Regions from separate parts of the Sus scrofa genome. Here regions 1 and 3 are each linked to region 2. The links are chromatin contacts, called in public HiChIP or PLAC-seq maps. All regions are on one chromosome and are shown on one strand. The core of a region is the stretch at or near the end of the contact, and the rest is flanking DNA. Distances in the headings are between cores, read along the strand shown. Region 1 has its middle 91 kb from the start of MIR9840. Region 2 overlaps LOC100510918 (a long non-coding RNA gene). Region 3 overlaps LOC106504619 (a long non-coding RNA gene).

Region 1 (2,700 bases), core at 113-2,612, 210 kb after region 2:
GGGCTCCCTCCCAGTCCTGTTCCCTGGCAGGCTGGAGGATTCTGCAGGCAAGCCCCAGAGTCCTCTTCAAAATTTCCCATCCCCAGGAGTTCCCTTCTTGGCTCAGCAGTAACAAACTCCACTAGAATCCATGAGGACGTGGGTTTGATCGCTGGTCTCGCTCAGCGAGTTAAGGATCGGGCATTGCCGTGAGCTGTGGTGTAGGCTGCAGACATGGCTTGGATCTGGAGTGGCTGTGGATGTGGCGTAGGCCAGTGGCTGCAGCTCCGATTAGACCCCTAGGCTGGGAAGCTCCATATGCCGCAGGTTCAGCCTAAAAAGCAAAAAACAAACAAAAACACCAGTCTCTCCTCCTCTGAGCAGCTCAACCAAGGAAATGAGCCTCCTTCACACACCAGCAGGACTAGGAATGCACGGAGGGAGGGGCCAGGCAGGATCACTCTCTGTGCTAAGAGAATTCTAAACTGAGTCTTGTCAGGAAATGCAACCTGGTGTTAAGCCGTGTAATTCTACCCAAGGAGCCTCACTTCCTATTTCTTTTTAATTGTTTCCTCTCTCTGTCCATGGGAGCAATTTAAGTCCCTCTGATGCCCCCACTAACAGTCTATTGGATGACAATAGACCAGAAAAGGGAAGATATTCCAGAAATAGGAAACCACCATGAAAAACGCCTGCTGAGAATTTCATTAAGCCTCGGGTAGCTGGACCACTCCCGGTCATTGAATCATTTGGAATGTAAGGGGATCTGAAATAGCAGTGGGATATATTTCTGGTGGTCTTCCAGCTGCGCCGGACAGGGGGTGTGGTTGGTCATCCATCCAGCAAGCATGTCTTGAGTGCCTGCACCACACTAGGCATTGACCATTGACCATAGCTAAGAGCTCATGGGTGGTGGACCAGGACAGGCCAAAGCCAGAGCTAGCGCTTGCTCAGGATATATTATCTCATGTAATCCTCCCAAACATCTATAAGCATCTTTCTGTTATGACTCCCCATTTATGATCAAGATAATGAAGGCACAGAAAGGTTAAGTAGTTTTCCCGAGATCACAGAGCTGAATCATGGACCACCCAGGATGGAGCCCAGTTCACTCCATGTCTCCTGAGAAAGATACCCAAGGAAGACGGTATGACCCACCCTGAACAGCTTTTCCAGGCTTTGCCCTCAGAAAGTCCCTTAGAGCGAATTCAAATGTCTCCTGCTCCCCTTCCAGTCTATTTCCTCCTGCTCAGCTCCAAGGGGGAGCTGGAAAAGAATGGGGCGGGGCAGCTTCTGAGAAGCTGAGGGACGGAGTGGGGCGGTCCTGAGCTGGCACTGGAGGGAGAGCGGGTTCCTTCTACGGGAACTGCAGCTCCCCTCCCCCCAGCGCCCTGGGAGCCCTGTTTACTTCCTGGTTGAGGCCTCAACTCCTTCCCAGCCTCCACCCTCGGAGCGCCAAGGGTCATTTGCCTGAATTCTGCCTCTGATGCAACACATCTGGCATTTTGTCAAGCTGACACCACTCCCAGAAGAGGACAGACAGGGCTTTTGTGGCCCTTTGGAGAAGAGGCCCTTAGGTAAACAATGGATTCCATGCCTTGAACCCCCACCAACCTGGGGCCTAGGTTCTACTCATCAGAGGTTAAACCATGACCTGAAGCAGCTCTCTAGCTCAACTGAGCGTGCTGGCAACACAAAATGCTGTGTCCTGTAGCACTACCCGTGGGTACCTCGGTCTGGGAAGGGGCTCATGGACATGTGTTTCTAAGAAGTTTCCAGGTGATGCTGATGTTGCTGGTCCAGGGACCCATGCTCTGCCTCCCGGGATTGCTTTGTAGAATTCTTGGCACTACATTCGCCCCAGCAACAGCATTCCTATAAATCACAGCTCCAAACCCAATTCCGGCACAGCATGATGTTTAAAATCCCAGGAGCATGAATATGTGTGTGAGCTAAGAGGCAGAGGGAGCGAGGACATGAGGACAAGGAGCCCTGGCTGAACGGCAATTGGAGAATAAACCTCTTCAGGCTTAGGGGATGGAATTCAGAGAGAGCTGAATGGGCTTTCAGAGAAAGCCCTGTTTACAATCAGGCTTTCCACCTCATTGCTAAGAGGACCAAAGTTGGTCTGGGCAAAGCCAGCCCAGCCCTGCCCAGCCCTGCCCAGCCCTGCCCAGCTCAGCCCAGACCTGCCCGGGCAGGAGCGAGTCCATTTACCTCCCAGCCCCAGCTCAGCGGGTGCATTTGCATTCTCTTCCCCAGAAAGAAGGGGCATTTGTCTGCCTGGCCCTACCAGCTGTTAACAGCCTTCATCCAAGTCCTGGTGGGACCCTAGGATTTCAATATAAATCGCTGAAAAGGAAGGGATCCTGCCCCCTCGCTGGAGATCACCTACCCTGCTGGAAGGCCTGAGGTCAGGAGCTAGAGAATAGAGCAGATGCCTGACACACATGGTCCACTGAGGGATTTGACCTTCTCTTGTCTTATGTGAGGGGACATCACCCATGCAGCTCCCTCTGGATGGAAATCCCTTTCTCCTTGGCCTCTCTGTAAACTCCTAGTCTTCCTTCGAAACTCACATCAGGCCTTTTGTCTTTGGGAAGTGGTTCCTCAGCACCAGGCCTCCGTCGTCCCTGCCCCCTGCACCTTCGCTGCGCTGCGTTGCAGGCTTCCATGCTGTGCACGAGAGGAAGTATGAGCCTCTAAGTGTTCCGAGCATCC
Region 2 (2,700 bases), core at 118-2,617:
CCTGCCTGCACATGGTAGGTGCTCAAGTGCAAATGTCCTCCCTTTGCCATCCTGCTCTCATGTGGGTGAAAACATCAGTTCACTACAGCTGGAGCTTGGAGCTCCCAACTCCTTATAGAGTGAATTTTCCTGTATGCCACCTGTATTAGTCTGCTAGGGTGGCACAGATTGAATGGCTTAAGCAACAGAAATGCATTTCTGAGTTCTGAAGGCTGGAAGTCCAAGATAAAGAGGTCATCGTGTTTAGTTGCTCCTGAGAACTCTCTCTCCTTGGCTCGTAGGTGGCCTCCTTCTCACTGTGTCCTCACATGGTCTTTCTTCCTGTGTATGTCCCGAGCATCTCTTTGTGTTTTCAAATTTCATCTTTTTATAAAGACAACCGTCAGATTAGATTAAGGTCCATACGAATGGCCTCATTTTAACTTAGTCACCTTTTTAAAGCTCTATCTCTAAATACAGTCACATTCTGAGATATCAGGAATTAGGGCTTCAACATAGGAATTTTGGGAGGGACACAATTCAACCCATAATACCAGTTTAGGCCTCAGATGCCTTAGGACTGCCCTTCATAGATTTACAATTGAGATTTATGCACAGGACTTTTCTGCCTGGCTGTCCCTCCACATTTTCTGATGGTTTGACATGATTTCTTTAGGATTATGCCAAAAGGCCAGTGGAACCGAACAGAAATTAAATTAAAGGCAAGTAGTTCACTCAAGTTCTTTGAAGTTATGTTTGTCCAATGGTTATAGAAAGCCAACCAGAAAAAGTATCAGGTCCAAAGAAATCACTTCATATTCTTAGTCTGTAAAGGGCACCTCCAACCCCTTCTGCTACTACAACACACACACACACACACACACACACACACCTTACTAGAAAAACACTCTGGGAGCACTGAGGCATTTTGAAGCATTTGTCAAACAACATTATATGTATATGCGTATATGTATACAGGTAATGATGTCACAACAGCCACTGCTCTTGATTCCAGGGACTCTCACATTCTTTAATTCAGCTTCTATTTGTTTCCGTTTCTCTGTAGGTGGGTTATTCCTGTTCATGTCATGGATACTATTAATTCTGTCCCTCTGCTTAATGTGCCTTAGGATTTTTTTTTTCTTCCCTCACAACATAAGGAGTCAGGCTCTGGTTGGGTTGGTCAGCATCTAACATGAACACCACTATTGGTAAGAGTTTTCAGTCCAGAATTTCTTCAGAGGCCTCAAGTCTTCCTGATACTGAATCTACTTCTGGTTGCCTATGGCTGAGGCACTGAGACTGGGTCCAGTCTGGGAGGCTTAGGGAAGTAGGGTCTCATGGTACAAACACAGTGACTGACTTAGAAGGAACAGAAGTGACCAATGTCCTAGGAAGAGGATGTGGGAAGGCTGGTACCAGCCCCGGAGGATCCCTCTGGGGTTCTCAGAGGCCTATGGTGAAGACTCATCATGTCAGCAGAGTAGCCACTGTATTGGCAAATCTCACTTCCTTTTGCTGGTAGCCTGCTCCGAAATAGGCACGATCCATGCGAGAGGGACACACGGATTTTCTGATTCCAAGGTGACTTTTAAAAAACTAGAGAAAACATAGACCTCTGCTTTTATGTCACTTGAAATCATTTCATTAAGGTAAAAACCACATTACTTAAGAGGAAAGTGTGTGCAAAAAGGGCAATTGGATATTTTAGAGGGCAAGGAAAATCTATAGAGAAAAGAAATTTAGAGTCTGAGCAGATGTCCCTGCTCCCCACCCCCCCACCCTTTGTGTGTTTGTGCCTTTTGAACAACATTTCAGATAGAGTACAGACTTCTGGAGTTGAACTTTAACGAAGAGTAAAGGGAGCAGGAAATCAATGGGAATCACTCTTAATGATGTGTCCAAGAATAGTCCAAGAATCCATAAGGGACTCATTCCGTATTGGATTTCTGAAAGTCGGCGGAAAGGACTCAAGCTTGTAACCCAGTGATTGATGTCTGCCATCAGCAGCTGGTCCCTTCCTTTCCTCCCTAGGAAGCTTAGACAAATTTTGCCTCATTCAACAAGCTCTCAATCATATTCATGAAGTCAAGCTTTCAAATGGGGCATGATTACAGCTTTAAGAGCTATTCCAGGTAGAAGCGATTCACATGATGTGAGATGTCGGCAGCGGTTTAATTACTTTAGGGTAAAGAGGCGAACCTTAGTGAGAAGCCAGCTTGGGCATTGCTGCCTATTATGTGCAATAATTAATATGATTAAATGTGCTGCTTTAAAAACCCTTTTATTCCCCTCTCTGTACTGATATTTGTGGCTCGTCTTCCAAAACTCTTGTTTGGGCAAAGTTTCCCTGCTCTTATTTTTCTCTGTAGGGTGGAATATATTCCTGAGAACACCGGTATCTTTACATATTAAAACAAATATTTCCTGGAGTTCCTGTTGTGGCACAGCAGGTTAAGGACCCAATTTTGTCTCTGTGAGGATGCAGGTTCGATCCCTGGCCTCACTCAGTGGGTTAAGGATTTGGTGTTGCTACAACCTGCAGTGTAGATCACAGATCCGTTGTTGCCATGGCTGTGACATCAGCTGCAGCTCTGATTCCACCCCTGGCTCAGGAACTTCCATTTGCCACAGGTGCGGCCATAAAAAGAAAAATTAAAAAATTCTGGAAGTCTTTTGCAGAAGTAAAGCAAAGGAAAGACTTACTTTCGTCATCATTTT
Region 3 (2,700 bases), core at 111-2,610, 230 kb after region 2:
TTGAATTCTCCATGCCTACAATGGTGCTTACCACATAATAGTTGCTCATTAAAATATATTGCAGGAGTTCCTATTGTGGGTCAGCGGAAACACACCTGACTAGTATCCATGAGGACGCAGGTTTGACCCCCTGGCCCTGCTCTGTGGGTGACCGTGGTCTGTGGTGTGGCTCGCAGATTCACCTTGGATCTGGCATTGCTGTGGCTGTGGTGTAGACCAGCAGCTGTAGCTCCAATTCGACTCCTAGCCTGGGAACTTCCAAATGCTGCAGGTGCAGCCCTAAAAACAACCACAAAACAACAACAAAATGTATTGAATGAATAAATAAATGGTCTAACTTTCTTCCACTGAGGAAGAACAGAGTGAAAACTAGAGAACATCTAGGGATTGCAGAACACCACAACCCAGCTGACTTGAAGAAAAAGAGCCTTCAAAGGCAAATAACCAAGAAAGTGTGGTGTCAGGAAAACAAAGGGAAATGAGATTTCTGAAAAGCAGGGAATGGTCAGCAGTGTTGATTAATGCTGAGAAATCAAGTACAAAGAGAACGGAAGTGTCCGCTGGGTTGAGCCGCATGAAGGCCATTGGCCACTTGAGTGAGAGTCACGTGGGGGCATCGCATGGCCAGAAGCCAGAGGCCAGGCTGCTCTGAAGGGTGGCTGAGCCCAGAGCTGGGACCGTCCAACAATGTTTAAACATGTTGTCTTACAAAGAAGAAGGTACAGAGACTGGGAAGTTGCTGGAGAGGGTGTTTATGTGGGAAAGACCTACTGCCGTCTAAAAGACTACGGAAGGAACCAGGGTGAGAAGAGAGAAGAGGCGAGGTCCCCAGCGGGAAAAGCGGGGACCCGGAGCATTGGGGTCCTTGGGCTCGCTGAGCAAGGCGTGCACGTCCCCACCTCAGGCAGCAGGTGAACAGAGCCTCCAGGAAGACAAGACCCTCAGAGCCCTTGTGCCTCACCTGCCAGCCTCAACCAGGACCAGGTCTCCCAACACCCAATCCAGGGTTCTTTTCACACTGGGTGGTTTTTCTTTCTTGCTCACATTAGAGGGTTCAAGGGCGGGGAGTGGGGACAGGAATAGAAACTAAAGCTGATGAGTAGGAAACGCCGACTGAGAGCATTTCAGACTGTTGGAGAGAGTCTTCTTCCAATGAAGATGCTCCCGTTGCTGTGTTGTGTGCCCGTGAACACAGTGGCCCTCCGGCAGCCCCCACTCACCCCTTCCTGGATGGTGGAGGCGCTGCCCTGATGGGTGAGTCTCTGGGGAGACTGGGCATGCCCGGCCTGGCCCCTCGTGCCTCCTCTTCCTCTTCCTCTCTTCCAAACAGCAGAGGAGAAATGCCCTATATGGCTCTCGACCCAACAGGAAGCAGAGCAGTAAAGCTTCACTCCACCCCTGCCCTGTGCAGAGGACAGCGGTAGCCAGAAGGGCAGCCCTGCCAATATTTGGCCCCAGATCCGCAGTCCATTTGCCCACAGATCTAGTCTGCTTTTTCTGCTGTCAGCTTTAACAGGCAGAAAGATGAGATTTGGGGCTCCATCTGCCTTCTCCTCTGTCTTTTTTCTCCCCCCAATGGGTTCAGCAAAGATGGGGAAGAAAAGCACTCACGACGCCAACAGAAATTATACCCTTAAAGGTGGCGTATGCAACTGGAGTCTCAAAATCATTCTTCTCTTGGTATAAAGACCAAAAAAGCATAAAACACAGCAGGAATGTTTTCTGATACCATGTAGACAAAGCAAGAGCCCTCTTCAGAGGCGAGCCCTCAGAGGGTGGGACAGAGCGCCTGGGTCTCTCATGCACGTGGAAAACCCTCAGGGCTTGCTTTCCTAAGTCAGTTGGATCCAAGTGCGAAATCGTGGTTGGTAGTTTTTTCACCTCTTTCCAGGATTCCAGTGTTTTCTGTCTGGAAACAGCCACTGCCACATCCACAAGTTCAAGCTTGAGAAAGTGACCCAGAATCATTGCATGTCAAGAGGCCACACCACCGTAACTGCGCTGCGAGGGCCAGAGAAAAACCTGCCAATGAACATTCTTGGTGGATGAGAAAAACGCATCAGCCCTTGTAAAACGAGGTGTTGGCACCATATTTAGCCAGGGATCCAGCCTTCTCTCCAGCATTTTCGGTGCCAAATAGTCGATCCTAATAATCGTTTCAGAAACAGTCACTATCACCTTCTCCAATTACTCCAGTCTCCGTATTTCAAACTGAAGAATACTGGCCTTAATTGTAGAATTTCTCTCCGCTGCTCCCAAACGGCCATTTGGAAATTCACCAAATACTTTTCAGGCCTATCTGGGAAGACAAGCATGATCAGCAACATCTCCTCCTGCGATTTGGTTTGCAAGGCATCTTAAGAAACAAAGGGGCTGGGGAGTATTCAGAGACCTTATATATAGCACATCGGAATCCCTAGAAGATCAGGGGCTCTCCTTGTGGCTCAGCGTGTTAAGAACCTGACCAAGAGGAGTTCCCACTGTGGCTCATTGGTAATGAACACAACTAGTATCCATGAGGATGCAGGTTCGATTCCTGGCCTCGCTCAGTGGGTTGAAGGATCTGGAGTTGCTGTGAGCTGTGGTGTAGGCTACAGCTCAGATTCTACCCCTAGCCTGGGAGCTTCCCATATGTCACAGGGGCAGCCCTAAAAAACAAACCAAAAAAAAAAAAAAAAATCCATGGAAGGTCAGAAGTCT

Evidence for each region. HiChIP or PLAC-seq counts read pairs in DNA pulled down with a chosen protein or histone mark.
Region 1: an H3K27ac HiChIP or PLAC-seq map of alveolar macrophages shows a contact between it and region 2. The contact joins two enhancer-like sites. A contact is called at or near these places in 2 of 47 Hi-C or Micro-C datasets (embryonic fibroblasts and fibroblasts) and 1 of 2 datasets of contacts at active chromatin or transcription factors (alveolar macrophages).
Region 3: a contact with region 2 is called in an H3K27ac HiChIP or PLAC-seq map of alveolar macrophages. The contact joins two enhancer-like sites. A contact is called at or near these places in 3 of 47 Hi-C or Micro-C datasets (embryonic fibroblasts, epiblast stem cells and fibroblasts) and 1 of 2 datasets of contacts at active chromatin or transcription factors (alveolar macrophages).

The regions. Positions count from the first base shown.
Region 1 is chr8:29,638,508-29,641,207 of Sscrofa11.1, reverse strand. No RefSeq gene overlaps it. Among named protein-coding and RNA genes, the nearest start is that of MIR9840, 91 kb to the right of the region's middle. Within about 2 kb of position 1,362, at least 41 of the 83 cell types and tissues checked have an H3K27ac peak or open chromatin away from gene starts, as enhancers often do. A contact at or near this core is called in alveolar macrophages, where this site is marked.
Region 2 is chr8:29,844,843-29,847,542 of Sscrofa11.1, reverse strand. All of the region lies in intron 2 of LOC100510918 (a long non-coding RNA gene), which reads left to right. Among named protein-coding and RNA genes, the nearest start is that of KLF3, 180 kb to the left of the region's middle. Within about 2 kb of position 1,367, at least 2 of the 83 cell types and tissues checked have an H3K27ac peak or open chromatin away from gene starts, as enhancers often do. A contact at or near this core is called in alveolar macrophages, where this site is marked.
Region 3 is chr8:29,619,746-29,622,445 of Sscrofa11.1, reverse strand. It overlaps LOC106504619 (a long non-coding RNA gene), which reads left to right. Exons shown (of 3, transcript XR_001298249.2): 1 at 1-1,254. Among named protein-coding and RNA genes, the nearest start is that of MIR9840, 72 kb to the right of the region's middle. Within about 2 kb of position 1,360, at least 18 of the 83 cell types and tissues checked have an H3K27ac peak or open chromatin away from gene starts, as enhancers often do. A contact at or near this core is called in alveolar macrophages, where this site is marked.